Regions from separate parts of the Mus musculus genome. Here regions 2 and 3 are each linked to region 1. The links are chromatin contacts, called in public Hi-C maps. All regions are on one chromosome and are shown on one strand. Each heading gives the region's core, a stretch centred on a gene start, on an enhancer-like site or on the middle of the called end of the contact. The rest is flanking DNA. Distances are from core to core; before and after follow the strand shown.

The links. Hi-C and Micro-C count contacts between places; a contact is called where the count stands out from the background.
Region 2: a contact with region 1 is called in a Hi-C map of the N1E-115 cell line, with 4 times the contacts expected there. The contact joins two enhancer-like sites. A contact is called at or near these places in 3 of 484 Hi-C or Micro-C datasets (the N1E-115 cell line, cerebellar granule neurons and cerebellum) and 1 of 115 datasets of contacts at active chromatin or transcription factors (astrocytes).
Region 3: a Hi-C map of neural progenitor cells shows a contact between it and region 1, with 2.7 times the contacts expected there. The contact joins two enhancer-like sites. A contact is called at or near these places in 3 of 484 Hi-C or Micro-C datasets (neural progenitor cells, palatal mesenchyme and uterus) and 1 of 115 datasets of contacts at active chromatin or transcription factors (astrocytes).

What each region holds. Positions count from the first base shown.
Region 1 is chr7:76,391,673-76,396,398 of GRCm38.p6, reverse strand. The region is part of intron 6 of Agbl1 (ATP/GTP binding protein-like 1); the gene reads right to left. Among named protein-coding and RNA genes, the nearest start is that of Gm30774, 25 kb to the right of the region's middle. Within about 2 kb of position 2,783, at least 108 of the 459 cell types and tissues checked have an H3K27ac peak or open chromatin away from gene starts, as enhancers often do. A contact at or near this core is called in the N1E-115 cell line and neural progenitor cells, where this site is marked.
Region 2 is chr7:78,376,677-78,381,402 of GRCm38.p6, reverse strand. All of the region lies in intron 11 of Ntrk3 (neurotrophic tyrosine kinase, receptor, type 3), which reads left to right. Among named protein-coding and RNA genes, the nearest start is that of Gm39038, 200 kb to the left of the region's middle. Within about 2 kb of position 2,897, at least 5 of the 459 cell types and tissues checked have an H3K27ac peak or open chromatin away from gene starts, as enhancers often do. A contact at or near this core is called in the N1E-115 cell line, where this site is marked.
Region 3 is chr7:78,267,495-78,272,220 of GRCm38.p6, reverse strand. The region is part of intron 12 of Ntrk3 (neurotrophic tyrosine kinase, receptor, type 3); the gene reads left to right. Among named protein-coding and RNA genes, the nearest start is that of Gm39038, 300 kb to the left of the region's middle. Within about 2 kb of position 2,595, at least 9 of the 459 cell types and tissues checked have an H3K27ac peak or open chromatin away from gene starts, as enhancers often do. A contact at or near this core is called in neural progenitor cells, where this site is marked.

The sequences.
Region 1 (4,726 bases), core at 1,534-4,033:
ACAAGAGCTAAGGAACAGGTTGAGTGGCATCTCTAACCTTCACTGTCATCCATTTATATACACATCTCTACCAAGATGTCATTCCAAATCATTTACTTTTGAAAACAGATTTGAAGCCTTCTCGAATGAAATGAATGGGTATATCTTATTCCCAGCACATCTAATGTGTATTACACAGCTATGAGGAGCTCAGCCAACCTCTCTGAGTCTCCAGAGAGCAAGATTTTCTCAACCTCTATGGACAACGGTAACTGGATATTACTTATTGTAGGAGGCCATCTGAGCACTGTAGGATGTTAACAGCAAACTGGTCTGGATCCCCTCGCTTCCAGGAGTAACCCTCCCATACATGTGGCAGTCACATTGTCCTTAGCCTCAATAAATGTTCCTGAGGGGACAAAATCAATCACATTGAAAACCACTGCTGCTGTGGAATTGTTAAATATTTACCTGTCTTACAGAAGTATTTGGGGCATTAAATGAGATAATATATGAAAGTTGCTCTGTAACCTGCCACTTCTAGGATCTCTGGGAACCAACTGATGTGCATCTTGACATAAATAAATAATTGTACAGCCAATCCTGGATGGGATGAGGAAGCAGTCTGTGCCTCTGGAGCTAGGGAGTGTTTATCTTTTTGTCTATCCCTTTAAATCTTTGTGATAGTTTATCTTTGTCAACCCACAGGCTGCCATCAATTATGCCAGTATGATACAAGTTCTAAAACCTAAAGGGTTTACAACTACACAACCCTGGATGTTAACCCCTGAATGCCCAAACTGAAAACAAAGTAAGTGCACTGAGAGGGGACCGGATTTGCATGCATTTGTTTATCCATTCCTTTGCTTATTCAAATAACTTGCTCTGAGTGCCTGCTGTATAAAATACATTAGAGTTAATGGCTTAAGAAATAAGAATTAATGGAATACAGTCCTCAGGGCTGAGGCTCACTCAGTCTAAAGCAGGGGTCAGCACACTGCCCACAGACTATTTTTATAAAGTTTTATGGGAACATAGCCATAGCTATTCCTTTATGTGTTGCCTATAGCTGCTTCTGCCCTCTCAGGGCAGAGGGAAATAGCTATAATAGAAAGAGTGTGGTCCACAAACTCTCAACTATTTTCTGTTAGCCATTTCACAAAAGAGGCTTCTTGGTGGGAGAGAGGGGAGTTAGGCACTAAAAACAACCATGAGTCAATTTAACTCAATGGACAGATCTTGGGTGACAAATTTAAACAACCTCAATTTAAATTTGAACAAGCCCTATCCCTATACAGCATCAGCTCCTTCAGCCTCTGATGGCAGTAATAATAAACTAGCAGTGACTTTTACCAAAGTTTATTAAGATCCATTGCTCCGCTCCCGCTCCTGGCTCATCACCAGCTTCCATGTTGCTCATTATTTTTAGAGGGTATAGACCAGCCTGCCTCGATAACTATGTCTCTGTAGTTGACCCCAGGGTACCATGAGAGCAGACATTATGATCACTATGTAAACAGTGATATCCACCATATCATGCCCTTATGATGACTGATGCAATTATATCACATGTATACCATCTTCATCATGACTTGGAGACTTTTACACTTTTACAGTCTTTTCGAAGGGACACTTTGACCCAAACTTGCAGGCAAATGTTAGAATAGAGGGGAAGCCCTGGAGATAGAGGTGGTAAAAGATAGTATGCTACCTGTGCATAAGAACTGACCCGACTTAACAGCGGCATGCCAACAATAATGTTTTAGCCAAGTTTTGTGTCAAGCGGGAACATCTTATCAGCGCCATTCACAGCTCTGTTCAGACCCAGGATGGTCACCTCCGAAGAGTTTGACCATCACAGGAAAGGGTTCACTAGCCTACCTTCCTGTCACTGGATAACAACCCCACTGTCCTCAACAACTTAGGTTCAATTCAACTGCTTAATTAGGCCCATTAATTCTAAGAGACTGCAAAATGACTGGACTGGGTCTTGATGGATACAAGACTCTGGCTTTCTCTGGGTCAAATATCACTAGACTATCATTACTATTATTATATTACCATTTATTATTATTATTATTTTACTACTTAGAGAAGTGTGACACACTTTTCCAGCCTCCCACAGAAAGCATCATGTCACTCCATCTTGAAGCTGTAATCGCAAACAACAGGTCAAGCTCCCACACACCCCACGATGATATTCATTCAGAAGTTTCCAAGGCTGATTTCTTCCAGACCCTCAGGAACGTCCCTGGAAACTTCTCAGTGTCTAACAAGAGTTGGAAAGCAAAAGAAAAAAATGAGCTGTTCTTAACTGGGGTCTCAACCTGAGCCCCATTGTGCCTACCAAATATGTGTCATTCACACTTAGGCTTTGGTGATGAAAACGTTAGATTCTGTTGCAAAGAAGCATCAAGCCCCGCCTACAACCCTCCACTTACTGCAAGCCAACCTAAGGCCATGTTTAAGATCGCATAGTCAATCTATGGCTCAGTCCAGGGTTCCTGACTCCTGCTGAAGGTTACCAGAAATATGAAAATCTGACGCTTTGGAAGCAGTCACAACTGAGGTAAAGTTTAGCTTTCCTTGTGCTTTTTGTGGGACTTCAGCAAGTCTTTGTTTTGTGCTAACTACCTCTTCTTGGCATGTAGGACAGGTATAGTACTATGACTATTATGTAAGTGAGGACAAAGAGTTCAATGTAACGTGAGCAAAGTGTCCAGCACGCTATTCATCACCATAGTCACGCTGTGGATGCTGCGGTGGTTGCTCTGGTACAGTCACGCTCTTTCCAACCTCCCCCACTCCCCAGCTCACAGGCAGCTTGCAGTAGCAGTTAATTAAAGATGTCATCAGATTGGGAGAAGGGCCTCTTGCAGAGGGTGCAGAACTAGAAGACTCTTGTCCTCCCAAACCAATTTAGGACCTTTACAAGTTGTCACAAGGGTCTGGGAGACTAGCGACCCTAACAACCAGCGTTGCTGCTGTCAAGCAGAGACAGCTTGCAAAATGCTACTGGGATGTCCCCGCCCTCTGTCAATCCTGCTCAGTCATGCTAACACCACTTGGAAGGCAACAAATTCCATCCGCTGTTCTAACCCCAGGCTCCACTCACCCTGCCTCCTCCCACCTCCCTTAAATAATGGCTGCGCAAATGCCTCTGAGACCATCTTCAGATAATTTCCTTCAAGACATGCAAGCTGCTAACGCTGGGAAGCACAGATAGTGTGCGCTAGCAAATATGGCCAAAATTAGATTAAAATAACCTCCTGATAAACAAATTACTCACCGAAAATAAATATTGGACTAGCAATGGTCGAGATAACTAGAAGAACAGCACCACCACATGGCATGAAGAGGAACTACAGGAACAACTGTCTGCAACTCAGCCCACACTTCCTTGCAGCATCAGGCTGAGGAGGGCAAAGGAGACAACCGGCACAGTTGCAACCTTTTAACTTAAACTTTTTAAAATCACTTATGCACTTATGCAAAGCACGTAAGTATTTGGCAGGCAAGACCGGACTCGAAGCCAAGAAAGTAAAGAGGAATATGCCAAATTGAATGTGGCATGACGTAATAGGAGCCTGTAATCCTTCCAGTTCCTGCTCCTCGCTCCCGGATCTCATGCCCCCATTCATCAGCCTTGCCTGATGCTCACCCTCGAAGCAGCAAACACAGGCTCCTCACACACATGCTGGTGTTTTAGCATCTCTCACCGGGGCCCATTCAAACGTTATGTGGAGTGGACCGTGTGATGTTTCTGACTTAAGTAACACATGGTCTTCCAAGATAATTCTCCTGATACTTAAGCAATATTTACTTAGCTTCCTTTCAACATTTCGTTGTTCCTTCTTTGGGTTAAGTAAACCTAGCCTCTTTAATCTCTTCCTGGTGAAGCATGGGGCTTAGCTCACTGGGAGGAAGAGACTGTCAGGTAAACCCTAAAGCCTGCTGCCTGAATAAATTATTTAAGCCTTCCAGACTTCAGTTACCCCACTTACTGAGACGGGGATTGCGAAATATCCTTTTCGGGCTAAACATACACAGTGTCTGACATGCTAAGAACTCAATAAATGGATATACGTGTCATTTTAAACCAGCATGGTGATGGATGTGGCTTGCCATGCTGCCTTCAAATGAAGCCAACTGCAGCAGTGTGACAAATACAAAAAAAAAAAATCAATATTATTTGAAGGAGATGTTTGACTCATCAGTGAAATACATAATGTATGCTTCCCCAGAAGTCATAGTAGAAAAAAAAAAAGAGAGAGAGAGACAATCGGGTTTGTGAACATACCACAATAACTAAGGCATGGTGGAAAAAGATTCTAGGAAACTGGACTCCTTCCTTATCCAACATCAAATAATTAGGAGAGCCTCTAATGTGGCCTGAGATGAGGTAAGAGCTGCAGTAAGAAGCCCAACCCCTGTGTGGGTGCTCAAAGAATAAAACAGGCACACACATTTATGTGCACATTGCACCATGGCTGGTTCCATTCTGTTTAATGCAGTGATTCACAACCTGTGGGTTGTGCACCCCTTTGCAGGTAGAGGGTTGCATATCAGATATCCTGTTTTTCAGGTATTTACATTATTCATAAGAGTAGTAAAATTACAGTTATGAAGCAGCAATGATATAGTTTTATGGTTGGCGGTCACCACAACATGAGGCACTGTGTTCAAGGGTCACAGCATCAGGAAGGTTGAGCACCACTTTACACTGTAAAGAATTAGCCAGGAACCT
Region 2 (4,726 bases), core at 1,648-4,147, 2.0 Mb before region 1:
CAGAACTGTTACTTCAATCCCCAGAACAATGTCTGCTTTTGCATTTTGCTAATCTCTTTATTTTGTCTTATTATTGACACACACACACACACACACACACACACACACACACACACACACACACACTTTGTCTTGGAAGATGATGGCAGGTATGATGGCAGGTATGAAGTCCTTGTCCTTATTCTTCTGATGAAGAAACTGATGCCTAGAACACAGATCTGGGGCTCACCCTCGTCTCTGTGACTCTCAGGAAGTGCCTTGTTCTTTACTCCCTGCTTCAAAACTCACACCTGACACTGGACATTTCTGACATGCTTGTAGCAATGGCCAAGGAGAGCCAGGAGTGTTGGAGGCTCTGCCCTTGACCATGTAGGCACTTTCCAGGAAGGATCTGGTACTTCCCAGCATCTCCTACCATGGTGCACGTAGAAGAAAAAGAAATACGTTGATACTTGTGCAACTGAAAAGAACTTCAGTTCATGTCATGATTATGTCAGGGGCTTGTATTCCAGTTGTCAACTGTCCTGGCCACCTTCTCAGCTGTCTTTGTGCTTCAGACTCTTCAATTCCAAGGTTAGGATACTAGTTGTAGACAGCATCATATCAACAGGATTCTTGGGAGTACCAGTAGAACAATGTACTGGCAGGTCTTAGCAATGGAATGGAACAATGTTCCAGAACAGCTGTTATATGTGCTGCTCTGATTATGATCACTTGTGTATGAATTTTAGATACCTGGGGAGTACTGGTATTTGAATGATTAATTGAACTGTTATACACTATGGTAGATACAGAATTTAAAGCATAAGAAGGAAACAGATGATACAGTGTATCTTCTATCCACTTCCACCCCATTTTGAGACGGGAGTGTATGCTCCTGTCGGTGGGTGTGATGTCTGTTTGCAGAAACTGACATGTGATGAGCCTCCTTTTTGGGGAGTCTACAAATCACCATGCAACAACTCCCTCCTGGCTTAGTGTATTCATGTGCTAAGGTTGCCAAGACAGATATTATAGACTCGGCCAGACAACAGAAAAGTACTTCCCCACAGTCCTAAAGGCTGAAGCACCGAGGTTAAGATTGGTAGGATTGGTCTCTACTGATACCTATCTCCTTGACAGAGCTGACCATCTCTTCTCTTTATGTGAGTCTATTTCTATAAGGATGCTGGTCACATTGGTTAGGATCTGCTCAGATGACCTCATTTTAGGTTAACGATCACTCTAATAGCTGTATCTTAGTGCAGACCTCTCCAGAGGTATTGGAGACGCAACTTTGACTATGAGTTTGGGCATGCGGAGCTTAGCCCTCTAGACTTAGTGTGCCCATTCTGATCCCTCACAGCACAGAGCAGGACACATTTCTTGCAGATATGGCGAGACTTTGGGAAATGGAACAAGTTCCTGCTGGCATACCTTCTGTCGGGGTTTGTTGAAGTGTCTTGGTGTACTTGCCAGGACTCACATGCACTGTGGAAGCTGTACGCAGAATGGAATGTGTGAGCCATGTGCAGAGTTGAGTGTGCAGGGAGAAAACATAAATCTCCAGGACAATATGTGTTGACCCAAGTTTGTGTCTGTAATGGGATTTGTAGGGGATAGAAAAGACCAACCATGAATGAACGAACATGTAGGATGTATGTGACGCTTGCTAAGTGATACTCCCAGCTTGGCTCAGGAGATGAAATTATTTCACATGCTGGACTCTTATCTCTCAGCAGAGCCATCCCTGATCTATCTGGATTACAGAGTAACTAGCACTGAGGGGGGTGGAAGAATCTATTTAAATGAATAGCTTTCAAGTGTATTAGAAGTCCTATTTAGTTTGTCATTATCGGATGTTCTTCAAACTCTTGAAGTGGTATGAGGCCTCTTTCTGTTCTCTGACCCCACTGCTGCTATAATGTGCTCTCTTTATCAGCATGCTGATAAAAGGCCTGAATAAGGTGTGTGTGTGTGTGTGTGTGTGTGTGTGTGTGTGTGTGTGTGTGTGTGTGTAATAGAGGCCATACTATTCTGTGAGCTGGTGTGTCTTGTAGCTTAGCAATTATCTTGTTACTCATTATTAATGTCTGTATCACTGGGAGGCAGCCAGTGTCTTCCATTTCTTTCTGTGGGAGCAGAGGAAAGTGATGGGGGTCTGCTCAGACAACTAAACCCTCCCCACACCACCATCCTTGTCATGCCAGGTACAATGGCCTTGGAATTTCTGGAAGGTGACATAGCTCTTAAGTTGCCCTCTGGAACAGGACCCTTGCCTTGATCTTTCCCAGCCCTGTGACTTTTGGTCAGGTTGGGAGGAGGATGGAGGAGCTGGAGACAGCCGTGTCTGCAAATGCAGGGAAGCTGCTTGGTCAGCTTTAGGGCTCTGTTCTCAGCAGTATGCACTGGGGCAGGATGGATGGTTGGGGCACACAGGTTTCTTTGGGCCAGCGCTTTGGGAAGAGTAGTGACAGTGGTAGGAATTTGTTGAGAAAGGAGAGAGGCTCAAAGGCATAATTGCCACGGTTTCACCCAAGGCCGTCATTGTCCTTTCATGTTTTGAGGAAACCTATCTGTTCCCATTGATGGTAATAGCCCATCAATGTCACATAACCCAACATGTGTCACATACTAATTCATTTAACCTTCACATTGACTTTCCCAGTTTGGCTGCCATATGGTTACCATTTGATAGGTAAAGGAAATGAGAAAGGTTAAGCATCCCCTCCTACTACCATACACACCGAAGGCTGCTAGGCCAGCAGAGGGAGAAACTGTTAGAATGCAAGTCATATATTCTCAGCCCTTGTATTCCCCAGCTTTGTGATGCAGAAAACTCTCTCTCTGGCCCTAGAAACCTTAGTCTCTGAAACTCACTCCAGTCCCTGTCAAAGTCCACAGCCCCAGGGTGTCCTTCCTGCCATCTGTTGTCACCTTACAATTGCCAGGCAGCAAGGTGGGCTTGGAGAGCCTGTGAGATTGGACCCAGGAGGAGTGAGATTTGCCACCCTACAGCTTCTGGGGTCTGAGCATTTCATGTCTGCCTGTGTCTGACCCTTCCTTTCTCTATGCAACGATTGGCTATAACAGCAGTGGATCAGGCTCCCACATGGATATAGGCATGTCTGATGCCCTGTTTCAGAGGCAAAGGAAGAAAGAGAAGGAAGAAGTTAGCATCTATCCCCTAGAGAGATGTGGACACATTCTGAGGTGCCTTGAGAATGTGCTGGAGGCTGCCCAGCAGCTGTTGGGTAAGCAGGCTTGGTATACCTTGACCACCAGGAGTTAGAAGTTGGTTATAGTTTCCAGGGGCAGAGTGCAGTGCTTAGAGGGGCAAGCCTGACACTCAAGATGCTCTTTAAAGCTGAACTAGATAGTGAACCAAAAATTAAGTTCACCTGTCCCTGATAGCCAGCAAGAGTTTCTTGTCCCCCCCATCATCTGAGATATTGAGGGGCTCTCCTCGCCCAAAGCCTTCCCATTTCACACATACTTTCTGCCTGTGGAAGCCTGTGACATAAGCCATTGTTTCATTGAGGGTGACATCATAAGGGACTGTCAGGGGGGAAAGGATTTCCCTACTCTCTGTGGAGTCATCAAAATAGGAAAATAGCAGCTCCAGGATGGAAGAGTTTTCTTCTTGTCTCTAGTAATATAGAAAAATTTCAAATCATGCACAGATGTGATGAGGCTTGCTGAAGGAGAGAATGCACAGGTGACCTGTGGCTTTAAAGAAACAGTCTCTGTCCCTTTTAAAATTTGTGGGAGACCATTCGAGTCCATGCAATAACTGAGTTCTTCCCAGCTCCAAATTATGATCAGTGTTAAGCTGAAGGAGTGTATTGCTTCTGAAGCAGAAGGAAGGCTCCAGGGCAGATAATAAACTAGATAAGAATTGCCAGCTATAGGTAGAATATTTACTGGATTTAATTTTCTAAATTTGGTCCTTGAGCCAAAAAAAAAAAATTTACAGGATTTTTATCATCTCCCTTCATCTCCAACCTTATGCCCTCAAATTTTTCTTACTATTAATATTTAAAATTCATCACTCTGTATGAATTATTGGCTATAAAAAGACATAAATTTTTGCTCTTTCCATTTCAGACACCCATTTCTTCAACTCTATACTGATATATATATATATATATATATTCATGTCAGAAGTCTGTGCTTTCAGTTTCTCCCCACCCTTGTCATAACTAGTTTGTTCCAGTGCCATGCAGCCCATGGGCTGTCACTCTTGTTTTTGTTGTTGTTTCTCCACTGCCAGCCTTTTCTCCAGACTGACTACAAATTATGTCTTACTTAACCTATATTCAACCATCATTCTGCCGCCAAGGCACATTTGCCAACTGTAGGTTTTCCAGACTTTGATTGACTCATTTTAGTGCCGATGGGTTAGATAAGATGAGTCCCTTCCCAGCCAATGCTCCTCTCCTTATTAACGCAACTTTTTTCTGCCTGTCAGGAGGGGAAAGTCTCAGCTTTCAATTTAGCAGTCCCTGTGGCTGCCCTGTCTCAATGCCTTCGTCTCCTGACCTGGAATTTTGCAGCCCTGGAGAATGCTTTAGCACTGTGTTGGCTGCTCAGAAATACTGAATCTTGGTTGACTAGATAGTCTTGAGAAATACCACTGGCTCTTGGTTTTACTACTGTGCTGAGGCATTTTAGTGCCTCAACCGTGTCAGAGGGTAGCTGGGAGAAAGAGAGAGAGAGGGGAGAACAGGGGAACAAATGTCTATGT
Region 3 (4,726 bases), core at 1,346-3,845, 1.9 Mb before region 1:
GGCCCGAAACAGGGTCTGTCCCAGAAGCTGTTAGCTTCTGTAGTCCACACTCTCACCTGCACAGTCTAGTCTCAGAGGAATCTGGGAACCAAGATGGTGTCCCCAGGTGCTCCAGCAAAGCCCTCCTTGGTGGGGTGGACACCTTTCCTCTGGCAGGTAAGGTGCCCAGATGTCTGGAGCCCGAAACAGGGTCTGCCTCAGAAGCTGTCCTGTAGGGACCTCGGGGGTGTCCGCTGACTCCGCACCCAGGTGACCTAAGGCTAGCACCGACGAGAAGGGATTTGTGACCTTGGTCAGGAAGCTTTTCTCCTTCCCTAATGCTGTCTCAGGTCCCACGTAATTGGATTGGAACAGAAGTTGTGTTCCACTCATCAGTGGTCCTAAGATCACATGGAGAGTCCTCTAGGGGACCTTGGGGGTGTCCTCCATCTCCGCACCCAAGGTGACCCGGTGCTAGTGCTGACAGGAAGGGATCGAATTGAAGCTCATCTTGGTTGAGGCTTCTCTAGTTAAACAGCAAAGATGTTTGGAGTTTCTTCGTCTCAGCTGCCCTCGAATTGACCTTATACAAGGGAAGGAAACTAGATAGACATAGGTCACCAACACCTCATTTTTTGTTATAAATAGACATTTTGGAGATGGTAGAAGGATCTTTTCAAGAACAAAGAAAATCAAGAGATGCATCAGGAGGAAAGTGCCATATTGGGGGAATGAGTGGATGTTTGTAGCTAGAAGTGAGGGTGAGATCCCCAGATGAAAAACTCTATGGGTCACCAGTCACCAGGAATGACTAGTCTTTGTACCTATACACCTATTCTTTCATTGTGTAAGGTACAATAAGAAAGTGGTTTAGGGATTTGGGGTTCAGATTATCTGAGTTTTGAAAGTAGCAATTAAAAATTGTGCCATATGGGTATGGTGGCAATCAGCTTCGATCTCAGATGTCAGTTCAGATAAGTGGAATCAGGGGGAGCTTGTCTTCCATAGCAGCCTGGACTACAAAGGAGGCTAGAACCCCCAAAACCTGAAGTGATTTTAAAATTTAAATTAAAAATAAAGACTAGCTCAAAGGAGTTGATGCTATAGGGTAAACTCTGTCGGGCACAACTGGACTTCCACAGTGTGAACACTTCTTTTTTTAAATATTGTTTAATGATACCTGAACTTTGTGTAGTAGTAGAAAGTCATGTTATTATTATTATTACTTCTATCTTCTAGGATAGGGGATTGAGACTTGGAGAGATGTCATCATCAGGGAGGACTATTAAAATTCCAGGCAGAGGGGAGGTGGGAAGACCAAACTGGTCTTCTATTTTCTCACTCAATACGTTTCAGTTGCACTACTGTGTACACACAATCTCATTAACCTCTCACAGAAATTCATTGAGATGGGGATTGGCTTAATGTTGCCCATGAAGAGATCCAGGCTGAAGACTGGTTTTAGTGAACTCATTGTCTAGTGCATTTCTACCCAATGCTACCCCATCAAAGACAGGTTCTCCCCCACTTTCTTTACTCTAAGACAATGTTCATCCCTGTTCCTTTTCCATTTTTATGCTTATGTTCTGCCTTGGGATATATTGCTGCCTATATACATAGGCCTCATATCATCATTTCATTTCCTTCCTATGAAAGACCCCATTTCTTCCCAGATGCAAGGGTATTAATAGCTATCAAATGCAATGGTAAATCCCATGAATAGATGCTGTGGTCCTCTGGCTTGACCACCGCAGTATTTCTTATTTGATTTCTTACAAATCAAGGCTTCAGGTGCCCACTTAGTTTAGATCTTTGCTAAGAAATCTAAAGCAGGAAGGAATGACTACAAAATGACTTTGCCTTGTGATTGCATGCGAGAACTCTGCCTCCCGGGAAAGACTTTGGGGGTCGAGTTTGCTGCCTTAGAAGCAGGGAAAGCTGATGCAGCATCTGCTGGAGCAAAGGAGTACCTGGAGCGATGACAGGGTGGCATTCACCTCTTGTATGGGTGTTCTAAATGAGAGCTTGACATTTCATTGGAAAAGATCTCTCCAGGCTAGGACAGGGGAGGATAGAAGGGGCTGAATAAGTTGTTGAAGGAATAGATTCCTAGCTAGAGCCTGAGATCCATCTTTCAGCACCTAGCTTCTTGATTCCAGATGGCTTTCCCTGGGGACTTCCTCTGCTCTTCACTCTTGGCTCTAGCAGCCACTGCTTAATGAGAGCCAGAGGCGTTCTCACCACAAGAAGGGTCAGCACGCCACACAGACAAGGAAGTGGGCATGAATGGACAGGTGTGGTGTAGTTATGGAGGTGATGGCAGGAGCTACACAGTCTCAGTGGATAGCTGTACTCACATCAGTACAGTTCAGAGGATAGATAGCACCTGGGAGCAGGGACACATCTGAACTTCAGCTTCCCTTGCTGAACTTGTGTCAGGAGACGTGAGCTGGAATTTGCCCCAGAACAGACAGTCCTTTCTCTGATCCTCTGTCTTCACTGAGCCCAGAAACAGCAGGGTGTCTTGTGTATTTATTCATCTTGGTTAGAACACATTGTCTTTGTGTCCTATGCTACCACCTCTAGTTTCTGGGTATGCATGTGCCCTGGGGCATGACCTATGTTCCCTGCTTCTCAGCAGAGCAGACCACAGAGGCTCTTTGTTTGGAAGTCTGAGGTGTCAGATATAAAGGGTTCAGATGTGATGCTCACACCTGTCCTGGTTCAACAAAATCTTTATTCTTCAGGCATGTCTTGGAGTCAGGACATAAATATGTCTGCTCTTCGGGGCTTGCTGGATCCCTTCCCATCCCCATTCATTCCTTTTAACTACTCCCCCAACTTCCCTTCTTTGTTTCTCTTTGTAGTGTTCTCTCTGCTTACATCCATGCTTCAGATGGGACTTTAATTTATTCATTTGCTCATCAATTATTTAGTGAGTTTCTTGTGTATATTGGGCACTGTGCTAGGCTTAACTGATGGCCTCCAGGAACATTTGACAGTGGTCTTTTGACTTGAATGCTTTAGGGATGCTTTGCAAAAGCATATGACTACAAAGTTGTGAGAGAAGCCCAGACCTATGGAATGAAGACAGCAGGAAGGCTGACAGCAGGAAGATCTGAGTGCTTAAATAAACAGGACTGAGGATATTACCTTTGTTACCTTCGGGTAGCAACAACAATGAACAGCACTGGGGTTCAATAGCACCATAATCCTTCCTATATAACTGGTATCTCATTTGGTTAGTCATTTTAAAGAGTCCCCAGAGTTCTCCTTTTACTTTACAGCTTCAGAAGTATGTTCTACAAAGGTCCTTGCTATTGCTTCAGGTGATCTTACTCTGAGAGTGGAAACCATCCAGGGACTGTCTTGTAAAAGTTGATATTTGAACAGTTCTCCATGCTATGACCCCATGACTATCCATGAGAAGGTGGCTAGGTTAGTTGCAGACCATAGCATAAAGCCTGCCATTAGCCAGAGAGATGCTCATATATAAGACCACATAGAACAACTGAAGATTCTTGGAGAGACAAAACCAGAGGGCTAGAAGAAGTGTGGGGGCAGCAGAAGTACCTTCCATGGTAAGGACAAAGGTCTTGCCTTTCTGGCAGAATGTTGCCTCTCCATGACTTAGTGCTGGACCTCTTTTTTCTGCCACTTCAAAAACTCACAGTTGGAGCTCTGAGAAAGTTATTCTTTTCTGCTTAAGGACATTCCATTTCATGTGTAATTAAATGTGTGGTATTGAATTAATGTTTTCTTCTGAGCCTTTTTTGGCAGCCTGAGACCCTAGGGTCTGGTTAGTGCAAAGAAAACACACACTTCTCAGGGATACTCCCTTCCTCTCCCTCTTTCTTTGTCCCCTCTCTCCTGTCAAGAACCTCCCAAGCCCTTCAAGTGCATAGCAGCCCTATGCTGTGGCACATCCTGGCTAATGGCAGACTTTATGCTATGGTTTGCAATGAACCTAGTCACCTCTTCTGGACAGTCATGGGATCATAGGATGAAGAACTGTTCAAATAATAATTTTTACAAGGCAGTCCCTAGATGGTTTTCACTCTCAGAGTAAGATCCCCTGGAACATCTGCTCCTCAGTGGATCTCTGAATTTGGGACTTTAGTGCAGTTCTCTTGAGACATGTTCAGGTTATGGCAACAGCGCTGGCAGAGACAGGGTCTCTGTGCCTTCATGGACACCATTGTTCTTTTCTATGTAGGGATGCCAACTCAGGGCTCAGGGCTTCTCTGTGGAGGTGAGGGGAACCTGGCAAGGCTGAAGAATGGCAACTGTCTGCTCACACATTTTGCCCTTTCTATGGTTTGTTATCTCTGGTTTCAGTTGCAGTCTAAAAGTATGAATATTTGTCTTGCCTCTCTTAATATACCACACTGGCTAACTCTTATCACTGTTTGTTATTCTAATTATTATGTCATTAGGGTTGTCAATCTCTTGTTCTGTCTAGTGTATGGATTAGACTTTCCCACAGCTGTGTTTGTACAGGAAAAAGCCAGCTTCACCATTCTGCAGGGGCTCTTGCAATTTATTCTTTGCGGAAAGGGGGCAGTACTGTACCAGACTTTGCAGTTTAACAGACCACCTCTGATAGCTAAGGGGTCTTGGGCAAGCCTCAGCTCCCTCTTCTGGAGTACCAGAAGAGCAACAGGCTGTATTTCACTTTAGAGAGAGCTTGATAAAGATGAATGTGAAGGAACATGCAAGTGCTTACTTAGTCTGCCTTGGATAGGCA